Linked DNA regions of Capra hircus: region 2 is linked to region 1. A link is a contact called in public Hi-C data. All regions are on one chromosome and are shown on one strand. Each heading gives the region's core, a stretch centred on a gene start, on an enhancer-like site or on the middle of the called end of the contact. The rest is flanking DNA. Distances are from core to core; before and after follow the strand shown. Region 1 overlaps NOTCH3 (neurogenic locus notch homolog protein 3). Region 2 overlaps LOC102187582 (cytochrome P450 4F22).

Region 1 (4,904 bases), core at 1,761-4,260:
GTACAACCGGATCTCCACATGCGACAGAACAAAGTTGGACCCCTACCTCACACCACATGCAAGAAGTAATTCAAAGTGAATCCAGTGTCTAAATGTAAGAGCTCAAACTACAAAACATTTAGAAAGAAACACAGGAGTAAATTTTCACAAGACCTTGAATTAGGCAAAGGATTCTTAGATATGACACCCAAAACACAAGCAACAATAACAACAACAAAAATAGATGAACTGGACATAATCAAGATGAAAAACCTTTTGTGCTTGTAAGGACATAATCTAGAAAGTAAAAAAGAAAACCTCTAGGGAAGTTCCCTGGCAGTCCAGTGGTTAAGACTCCAAGCTTCTGCTGTAGGGGGTGGAGGTTTGATTCCTGGTAGGGGAACTAAGGGCTTGCCCAATGGCTCAATGGGTAAAGAATCTGCCTGCAATGCTGGAGACACAGGAGACTCAGGTTCAATCCCTGGGTTGGGAAGATGCCCCGTAGAAGGGAATGGCAACCCACTCCAGTATTCTTGCCTGGAGAATTCCGTGGACAGAAGGTGGAAAGAGTCAGACATGACTGAGCGACTAACACACACAAGAACATCATCTAGAAAGTAAAAAGAAAACCGACAAGAACTTCCCTGATGGTGCAATAGTTAAGACTCCAAGTTTCCACTGCACAGAGTTGGGGGTTTGATTCCTGGTTGGGAAACTAAGATCCCATATGCTGTGGGGTACAGTCCCCACTGAAAGAAAACCTATAAATATAATAAACCTACTGTATGTTTGATAAGAGACCTACCTAGAATATATGAAGAACTTTTATAACTCAATCATAAAAAGACAAATAACCCAGTTTTTAAATGGGCAAAGAATCTGAATAGACATTTCTCCAAAGATATACAAATGGCTAATAAATGTGGAAAAATGCTCAACATCATTAGCTATCATGGAAATGTAAATCAAACCACATTGAGATACTAAATCACATCCACTAAGGAGACAGTACAAAAAGACAGAAAAACAAGTTGTCAGTCAGGATGTGGCAATATCGGAACCTTTTTTATACACTGTGGGTAGGAATGAAAAATAGGGCAGCCACTGTGGAAAATAGTCTAGCAGTTCCTCAAAAAGTTAAAAAGAGTTTATCATGTGACCTAGCAATTCTGCCCCTAGGGATACATCCCAGAGAAATAAAACCATGTCCACACAAAAACTGATACATGAATTCCATAGCAGCATTATTCATAATACCCCCAAAGCAGAAACAACCCAAATGTCCATCAGTGGGTGAATGCATAAACAAAATGTGGTACATCCATATGATAGAGTATTATTTAGTCATTAAAAACAAAAAAGGGGGTTTCTCTGTGTGTTCTAGTGGTCAAGAACCCTGTGGTTAAGAACCCGGCAACACAGGGGACATGGTTCGGTCTCTGGTGTGGGAGGACCCTACATACGGTGGAGCAACTGAGCCTGGGCACCACAGCTACTGAGCCTGTGCTCTAGAGCCCGGGAGCTGCAGCCACTGAAGGCTGTGAGCCCTGGGGCCCGGGAGCAAGAGAAGCCACAGCAGAGAGCAGCCCAAGCACCGCAACGAGAGAGTAGCCCCCACTTAGCACAACTACAGAAAGCCAGCACCGAAGACCCAGAACAGCCAAAAATAAATTATTTTCTTAAAAAAAGAGGGAGTTCCCTGGTGACCTAGTGGTTAGGATTCCGGGCTTTCACTGCTATGGCTGGGATCAATCCCTGTCAGAGAATTGGGACCCCGCAAACCTCACAGTAAGGCCACAAAACAAACAAAAAGTAATACTGGTACATGCTACCATGTATATACCTGCCACTTGCAGGCTCATGAACCTAGAAAACATCAGGCTAAGTGAAAGGAGCCAACCAAGAAAGACCGCATATTGTGTGGTTCCATTTATATAAAGTAGAATACACAAATCCTTACAGAGAGAAAGTGCATTAGCAATTGTCTAAGGGCCACGGAAAATGGGGGGTGTGGAGGGGTGAATGGCTAAGAGGCAAAGGCTTCTTTTTCAGGTGATGAACACATTCTAAAATTTATTGTAACAAAAAAACAAAATAAAATTTATTGTGATGATATTTGCACAACCCTTTGGTTATATTAGGGGGCTTCGCAGACAGCGCTAGTGGTAAAGAACCCAGCTGCCAGTGCAGGAGACATAAGGGATGTGGGTTCAGTCCCCGGGTTGGGAAGGTCCCCTGGAGGAGAGCATGGTAACCCACTTCAGTATTCTTGCCTGGAGAATTCCAAGGACAGAGGAGCCTGGCAGGCTACAGCGCATGCAGTCACAAAGGGTTGGACATGACGGAGACCAACCTAGCACACACACAGGTGGTTATACAAAAAAAAATCACTGGATTTTACCCTTGAATGAATTGCATGGTATGTGAATTATATGTCAATTCAGCTATTTTTTTTAAAAAAAGGCAAAACAAAGGTTAAAATATTCAATGAAATAAAAGACTCAGTTCTTTGTTCACCCCAGCCACATTTCAGCACTCAGTAATCACCATGCGTTGCCAGTAGCTACCATATTAGACAGCACAGACCAAGAGTACTTCATCATCACAGACAGTTCTATTGGCCAGTACCCTTCTAGAACCATATTTCTCAACCAGGGGTGATTTTCCTCTAAGGGGCATTTGGCAATGTCTGGAGATATTTTTGATTGTCATATCTGGGAGGTGGGGTACCACTGGCATCTAGTGGGTCAAGACCAAGAATGCTACACTGCACAGGGTGGCCCCCACTGCAAAGGATGATCCAACCCCCAAATGTCAGGGCTGCTGAGATTGAGAACATCTGCCTCCAAAGATGTTTCTGAGAGTCCGAGTGTATCTGTGGCTATGTGAGGTTCTCTAGACACAAGGTAGGTTGCTGTTGGGCAAGCAAGCCACCTCCAAGCAAGAAGTGATCCCCACCTACAGATCGGCTGATTTGCAAATTTTATACCAGTAGTCCAGCAGGTGGCACCAGTGTACGCTCTTCCAACAAAGCAGATGGAAACAAAGTGTCTTGGAGAATGGCTTGCTTGCCTGCTCAGTCCTTTAGTCGTGTCAGACTCTGTGAAACCACGGACTCTAGCCCAAAAGCTCCTCTGTCCATGGAATTTTCCAGGCAAGAATACTGTAGTGGGTTGCCATTTCCTACTCCAGGGGATCTTCTTGACCCTGGGATCGAACGCATGTCTCCTGTGTCTCCTGCATTGTCAGGCAAATTCTTTGCCACTGAGCCCCCTGGGAACCCCCATGGGGAAAGGCACCTTTTTCTAAATCACTGTAGCACAATATAGGCTAATGGGCACCATTAAAAAAATAATAATAAATGTATGAGAGTGTAAGGCCATGTTGAACCCCTGTTATGAGTGCATGGGTTTCACTGACTGGGTCTCAGTGTGGGTGTGAGCTCACACCAAGTCAGGGTGCAGGTGACACTGTCTCAGCCCCCACCCACCACTACCCCCAAAGCCTACCGAGCTCATCCACAGCATTGACATCAGCATGACTGGCAATGAGCTCTTCCACCATGCCCTCCACCGCCAGGCGGGCTGCCAGGATCAGTGCCGTGGAGCCGTCTGCCATGCGAGCATCCAGGTCTGTAGAGCGGTTCCGGATAAGAATCTAGGGGAGACGGGGATGCAGCCGGGGGAGTCATGGCAAGAACAAGGGAGCAAGAAGCACCCCCAAGCCTTCTGAGGACCCCAACCAATGCCTCCCATGGAACCAGTGAGTTCAGGGAGCAGCTACTTGACAGTAACTCTACACTCATATATCCCCATTTCACAAATGAGAAAGATGAGCTCTGACAGGCAGAACCAGGGCTCAAATCCAAGTCTGTCTGATGTGTGTCCCAGCTCTGAAGTCCCAAGAAGCAAGCCGATCTCACCTGGAAGACGCCCTGGGCATCGGCAGTGACAGCCGTGTGCAGGGGGGTGCGGCCAGAGTGGTCCTGGGCATTGGTGTCTGCCCCAGCATCCAGCAGCCGCTTGGCGGCGTCAGCCCGGGCATAGCGGGCAGCCAGGTGCAGGGCCGTCTCACCAGTGCGGTCAGTCCGAGCCCCAAGCTGTGCCCCCTGGCAGATCAGGTCTGAGATGATGCTGGCTGATGTGTCTTCTGCCTCGTCCTCTTCGGTTGGGATTGGCTCCAGGGCTCCCCCGCAGAAGGAGGCCAGCATTAGAGGGGTGAAGCCATCTGCAGGGACCAGGAGTGTGTCAGAAGGGAGGCAGACACAGGGCCTTCCCGGGGAATACGACACTGTATTAGGAGGAAGTGCACTGAATTAGGAGGAAGTGGGATGTGTGGAAGTACAAGATCGAGGGGCCAATCCTCCCATCGCACACACACTTGTGTCAGGTACTCCGAAGCCAACCCAGGATGAGGCTTCACAGGCATTTGGTTCGTGGCAGCAGGCCTCCTAAGCAATAGGGTACACAGAACGAGGGAGGAAGGAAGTCAAGCAAGTGGATGATGACCACATTCCTGGAGAGTTACTTCAGCCTGAGTTATTTCACTTTGTCAACAAAAATCCATCTAGTCAAAGCTATGGTTTTTCCAGGAGTCACATACAGATGGGAGAGTTGGACCATAAAGAAGGCTGAGCACCCAATAATTGATGCTTTCGAATCATGGTGCTGGAGCAAGGAGATCAAACCAGTCCATCCTAAAGGAAATCAACCCTGAATATTCAGTGGAAGGACTGTTGCTGAAGCTGAAGCTCCAATATTTTGGCCACCTCATGCGAAGAGCTGATTCACTGGAAAAGACCTTCGTGTTGGGAAAGATTGAGGGCAGGAGGAGAAGGGGGCAACAGAGAATGAGATGGTTGGATGGCATCACCGACTCAATGCACATGAGTTTGAGCAAACTGCGAGAGACAGTGAAGGACAGGG
Region 2 (4,904 bases), core at 1,741-4,240, 330 kb after region 1:
TGCCCCAGGTGCGGTATCCTTGTAGGCAGTTTATAGCCTGTGGCTTCTGGGGGTGGTGAGGAGACCCAGTTGTGTGTGTGTATCGGGGAGGCAGAGGTGGGTGGACCCAAGCAGAAAGGAAGGAGTAGGTATGATGGCATGGGCTCCGTGACAGTGCAGGTAGAGAAGGGTTGGCTTCTTTCTGTTGCCAGATATCCCCTGGAGACCAGGTCCTGTCCTGGGTGAGGCTGGGCATGCAGGGACGCCTCATCCCCAGGTCCAGGCCTTGAGTACCAGCCAGTCTGGGGAAGACACAGCAGGGCATGGATGTTCCCAGTCACATGGGGTGAGGGATGGGCTACAGGGAGGGACAGGGACTGGAGCAGCCCCAGACAAGGAGCGATGACAGTATCTGGCATGGAATGCAGGGAGGGCTGCCTGGAAGAGGGAACATGAGAGGTGAGCCTTGGGAAATGGACGAGGGAACATGTTTATGGAGCAAGGCCTCAGAATACACATAGTGAAAGAAGTTGAATGTACAGTTGAGGCACTTGAACTTGATCCTCAGGATAGTAGGGAGCCACGGGAGGTATTTGAGCTGTGGCGGAGCAATGTCAGATGTGTGAGGAAGATCCCTGTGTGGCCAGGATGACAGCTAGGAAGAAGGCTATGGGGACCTCTAACGGAGAAGCAAGGCAGTGGATGGTGAAGCAAAAGCTTTTAAGGAAGGATGGGCAGGAAGGAGTGGCAGATGGCTTGTGGGAATTGTGTGGCTCTGGAGAGACCGGGGGGAGGGGGAGGTCTCCAGAGGAGGTCCTGGTTTCCCTCATTTCCACTGACCCCACTGACTCTCCCCTTCCCCACAGGAATTATCTGCCTGGTTAGCATCTATGGGACCCACTATAACCCTGAAGTGTGGCCTGACTCCAAGGTGAGCTCCTGCCCCAACCCTCCCTTCTCTCAGCTTCTTCCTCCTAAGACCTTGGTCAGCAAGGCCTCCCCTCTCCTCCTCCCCAGGGAGCCAGATGGTAGGGCTGAATGCAGGGCTTGAGTTCTTCTCCTCACCCACCATTCATTCCCCCATTCATTGTTAAGTCATTATATCTACAAATCTTTTTTTTTTTTTTTTAACTTTTTGACTGCACTGCGTGGCATGTGGGAGTTTCCTGATCAGGGACTGAAGCCATGCTGCCTGCAGTGGAAGTGTGGAGTCCTAACCACTGGACCGCCAGGGTTCAGTTCAGTCACTCAGTTGTGCCTGACTTTTTGTGACCTCATGGGCTGCAGCACACCAGTCTTCCCTGTCCATCACCAACTCCTGGAGCATACTCAAAACTCATGTCTACCCAGTCGGTGATGCCATTCAACCATCTCATCCTCTGTCATCCCCTTCTCCTCCTGCCTTCAATCTTTCTCAGCATCGGGGTCTTTTCTATGACTCAGCTCTTTGCATCAGGTGGCCACAGTGTTGGAGCTTCAGCATCAGTCCTTTGACTGAATATTCAGGATTAATTTCTTTTAGGATTGATTGGTTGGATCTCCTTGCAGTCCAAGGGACTCTCAAGAGTTTTCTCCAACACCACAGTTCAAAAGCATCAGTTCTTCAGTGCTCAGCTTTCTTTATGGTCCAAGTCTCATATCCATACATGACTACTGGAAAAACCATATCTTTGACTAGATGGACCTTTGTTGGTGAAGTAATATCTCTGCTTTTTAATAGCCTAGGTTGGTCATAGCTTTTCTTCCAAGGAGCAAGCACCTTTTAACCTCAAGGCTGCAGTCACCATCTGCAGTAATTTTGGAGTCCAAGACTACCAGGGAAACCCCAACATATCTTTATTGAGCATCTACTGTGTATGGGACACTGAGGGCCCTCTGGGGCACTCTGTCTTTGCTCTCACAGAGCAGACAGTGAAGTGAGGAGGAGGAAAATAAGCAAATAAATAAGATCATTTTGAACTGTGATACATACACAAAGGAAACAAAAACTGACCTGTGTTGGGGGACAGCAGTTTAGCTCACACAGTGAGGAAAGTCCTTACTAAAGAAGAGATGGGTGAGCTAAAACTGAAAATGTTCACACTTTAAAGTGTGAGGAGCAGGGAAACCTGTGTCCCATGTGGAGGAAGCTGCCAGTGCAAAGGTCCTGTGGTGGAAATGGAAAGGAGGCAGGTGTGGCTGGACCTCTTAGTCCAGCTGGTCTGGCCCCCAGGGGCTGAGGGAGGGAACCACACTGGGACAGCCAGAACTCACCCCCAATCTACTTCTGCCTAGGTGTACAACCCCTATCGCTTTGATCCAGACAACCCACAGCAGCGCTCCCCATTGGCTTACGTGCCCTTTTCTGCAGGACCAAGGTAACTTTTATTTCCCCCAATCCAAGTGAAGTGTAGGAGGAACATCAAGGCCCGTGGAAGGTCAGGGATGTGCCTGTTAGGAGCAGAAACCACTGGGGGTGTCCTGTCCACCAACCTGGTACCCTTTTCGTGCCCTCAATACATCAGGAAGCCCCCAAATCAGACCCTACGATGTCATCCAGGGTATCAGATATCTACTCTGTGCCAAGCCCTGGGTTCTGGGCTCATGAGCTCTTAATGGCTCTATGATGCCTTTGTCCGGGAGTTGAGGCTCCCAGTGTGTGTTAGTCGTTCAGTCATGTCCAACTCTCTGCGACCCCATGCACTGTAGCGCGCCAGGCTCCTCTGTTCATGGGATTCTCCAGGCAAGAATACTGGAGTAGGTTGCTATGCCCTCCTCCACGGGAACTTCCTAACCCAGGGATCGAACACAGGTCTCTCGCATTGCAGGCAGATTCTTTACCGTCTGAGCTACCCAGGAAACCCTGAGGCTCCAAGGGGGAGGTCATTTCACCCCATCCCAGGGACCCCGCTCACACAGCGGCTGAGCCTGAGCCCCCTGTCCTCCGTCCACCAGGAACTGCATCGGACAGAGCTTCGCCATGGCTGAGATGCGCGTGGCTGTGGCGCTGACGCTACTGCGCTTCCGCCTGAGCGTGGACCGAACGCGCAAGGTGCGGAGGAAGCCCGAGCTCATTCTGCGCACGGAGAATGGCATCTGGCTCAAGGTGGAGCCGCTGCCTCCGCGGGCCTGAAGGTCGGCGCGCCCCTGAAGGTCGGCGCGCCCCTGCGGATCCCGGGGGCCCAAGCCCCGCCCAGAGAGGCCTAGGTCCCGCCCCCGAGGGCCCAGGCCCCGCCCCCAAGAGCAGGAGGGCATAGACCACGCCCCCCGGAAGGCTCTGCTCCTGGAGGACCGTTAAGCAGCCTGATGGTGCAGGTCACACCCACTCAAGGCAAGGCTCCGCCTCTGGAGGGTCTGATCCCGCCCCTCGAGGTCGAGATCCCGCCCCCCCTGAGTGCCAGTTTCCGCCCTCTTGTTTGAGGGACCAGGATTGGCCACGTTCCCTCGGGCTCAGGCCCCGCCCCAGCATCTCTCGGATTCCGATGTTCAGGCCCCACCAACTGAACCTTCTGAGGACCAAGGTTAGATACCTCAGGCCTCTAGGCTACGAGCCCAGTCTACCTCAGATCTCGGCCGCTTTTAAATTGAAGACGTGGAAACTGGAACCTGAGATCAGAACCCTGACCATCACTTTCTTGAGGCCCCCAGCTCACATGGATGAACTCCCGAGGCTGCATTCCAGGGCCCAGGATGTTTGTTGTTGACTTGTAAGCCCAGACTCTCCCTCTCAAGCCCAGGATGTTTGCTGTAAACCCAGACTCTCCCTCTCAAGCCCAGGATGTTTGTTGTTGACTTGTATGCCCAGACTCTCCCTCTCAAGCCTCTTCCTTCTTCCCTTGCTCAAAACCCCTTAGGCGAGTGTCCTGAATTTTGTAGAATATAAGCAAAGGTGCAGACAGCTCCCATCACCCACTCCCTAGCCAGATCAGATCCTCACACCTGGATTCCAGCAAGGAAATGAGGGGTCCTGGACAGCCGGGAAGTTGTGGGCTAGGAGGCTGGGAAGACGTTTGTCCTCTGACATAAACTTGGGCTTTTTGGGACAGTTTGTGCATTTGTTTATTTCAACATGTGCGTGTGTGCTAAGTCTCTTCAGTGGTGTCCGACTCTTTGCGACGCTATGGACTGTAGCCCGCCAGGCTCCTCTGTCCATGGGATTCTCTGGACAAGAATAATGAGTGGATTGCCATGACCTCCTCCAAGGGGATCTTCCCAAACCAGGGGTCAAATCCCTTTTGTCCCCTGCATTGGCAGATGGGTTCTTTACCATTAGTGCCACCTGGGAAGCCCCTTATTTCAACATATTGCTTAGTAAGTGTCCAATGGCACTGGGCTGGGAGCACGACAGCAGGCAAATTCCTGCCCTCAGGAGGATGGGGGACATGTGTTGGACAAATAATTCCATGGGTAAATGTATTTGCAACCTGTGAGAAGTGCTGCAAAAGAGAGGCTTTGGTTCTGGGCAAGCATAGCAGGGGATGGAGGGTGGCTCAAGGAGAGCTACTCTGATGCTGAACCTGGAGTAGAAGTTGAGTGTTGAGGAGGGAGCGAAGTGCTTTCCAGGAAGCAGGAACAGCATCTGCAAATGTCCTGGGGTGAGAGAGTGTGGTGTGCTCATGGAATTCACAAAGGGACTAGGGTGGCTGGATCTGGGGAGTGGGGCTGGAATGGAGGAAGGGTGGGTTGTGTCACAGTACAGGTTTCATGCAGAGGGTGTGTGTGTGTGTGTGTGTGTGTTCTAAGTCGCTTCAGTTGTGTCTGACTCTTTGGAACCCCGTGGACTGTAGCCTGCCAGACTCCTCTGTCCATGGAATTCTCCAGGCAAGAGTACTGGAGCAGGTTGCCATTTCCTACTCCAGGGGAGCTTCCAGACCCAGGGACTGAACCCAAGTGCCTTGTGCCTCCTGCTCTGGCAGGCAGATTCTTTCCTACTGCACCGCCTCCTG

Evidence for each region. Hi-C and Micro-C count contacts between places; a contact is called where the count stands out from the background.
Region 2: a Hi-C map of blood shows a contact between it and region 1, with 2.4 times the contacts expected there. The contact joins two enhancer-like sites. A contact is called at or near these places in 2 of 5 Hi-C or Micro-C datasets (both in blood).

The regions. Positions count from the first base shown.
Region 1 is chr7:100,763,126-100,768,029 of ARS1.2, forward strand. NOTCH3 (neurogenic locus notch homolog protein 3) reads right to left here. Exons shown (of 33, transcript XM_018051292.1): 30 at 3,902-4,206; 31 at 3,489-3,636. Among named protein-coding and RNA genes, the nearest start is that of NOTCH3, 32 kb to the right of the region's middle. Within about 2 kb of position 3,011, at least 2 of the 5 cell types and tissues checked have an H3K27ac peak or open chromatin away from gene starts, as enhancers often do.
Region 2 is chr7:101,093,456-101,098,359 of ARS1.2, forward strand. LOC102187582 (cytochrome P450 4F22) reads left to right here. Exons shown (of 13, transcript XM_018051317.1): 11 at 846-910; 12 at 2,254-2,336; 13 at 2,914-4,003. The coding sequence ends at 3,091. Among named protein-coding and RNA genes, the nearest start is that of PGLYRP2, 71 kb to the left of the region's middle. Within about 2 kb of position 2,991, at least 1 of the 5 cell types and tissues checked has an H3K27ac peak or open chromatin away from gene starts, as enhancers often do.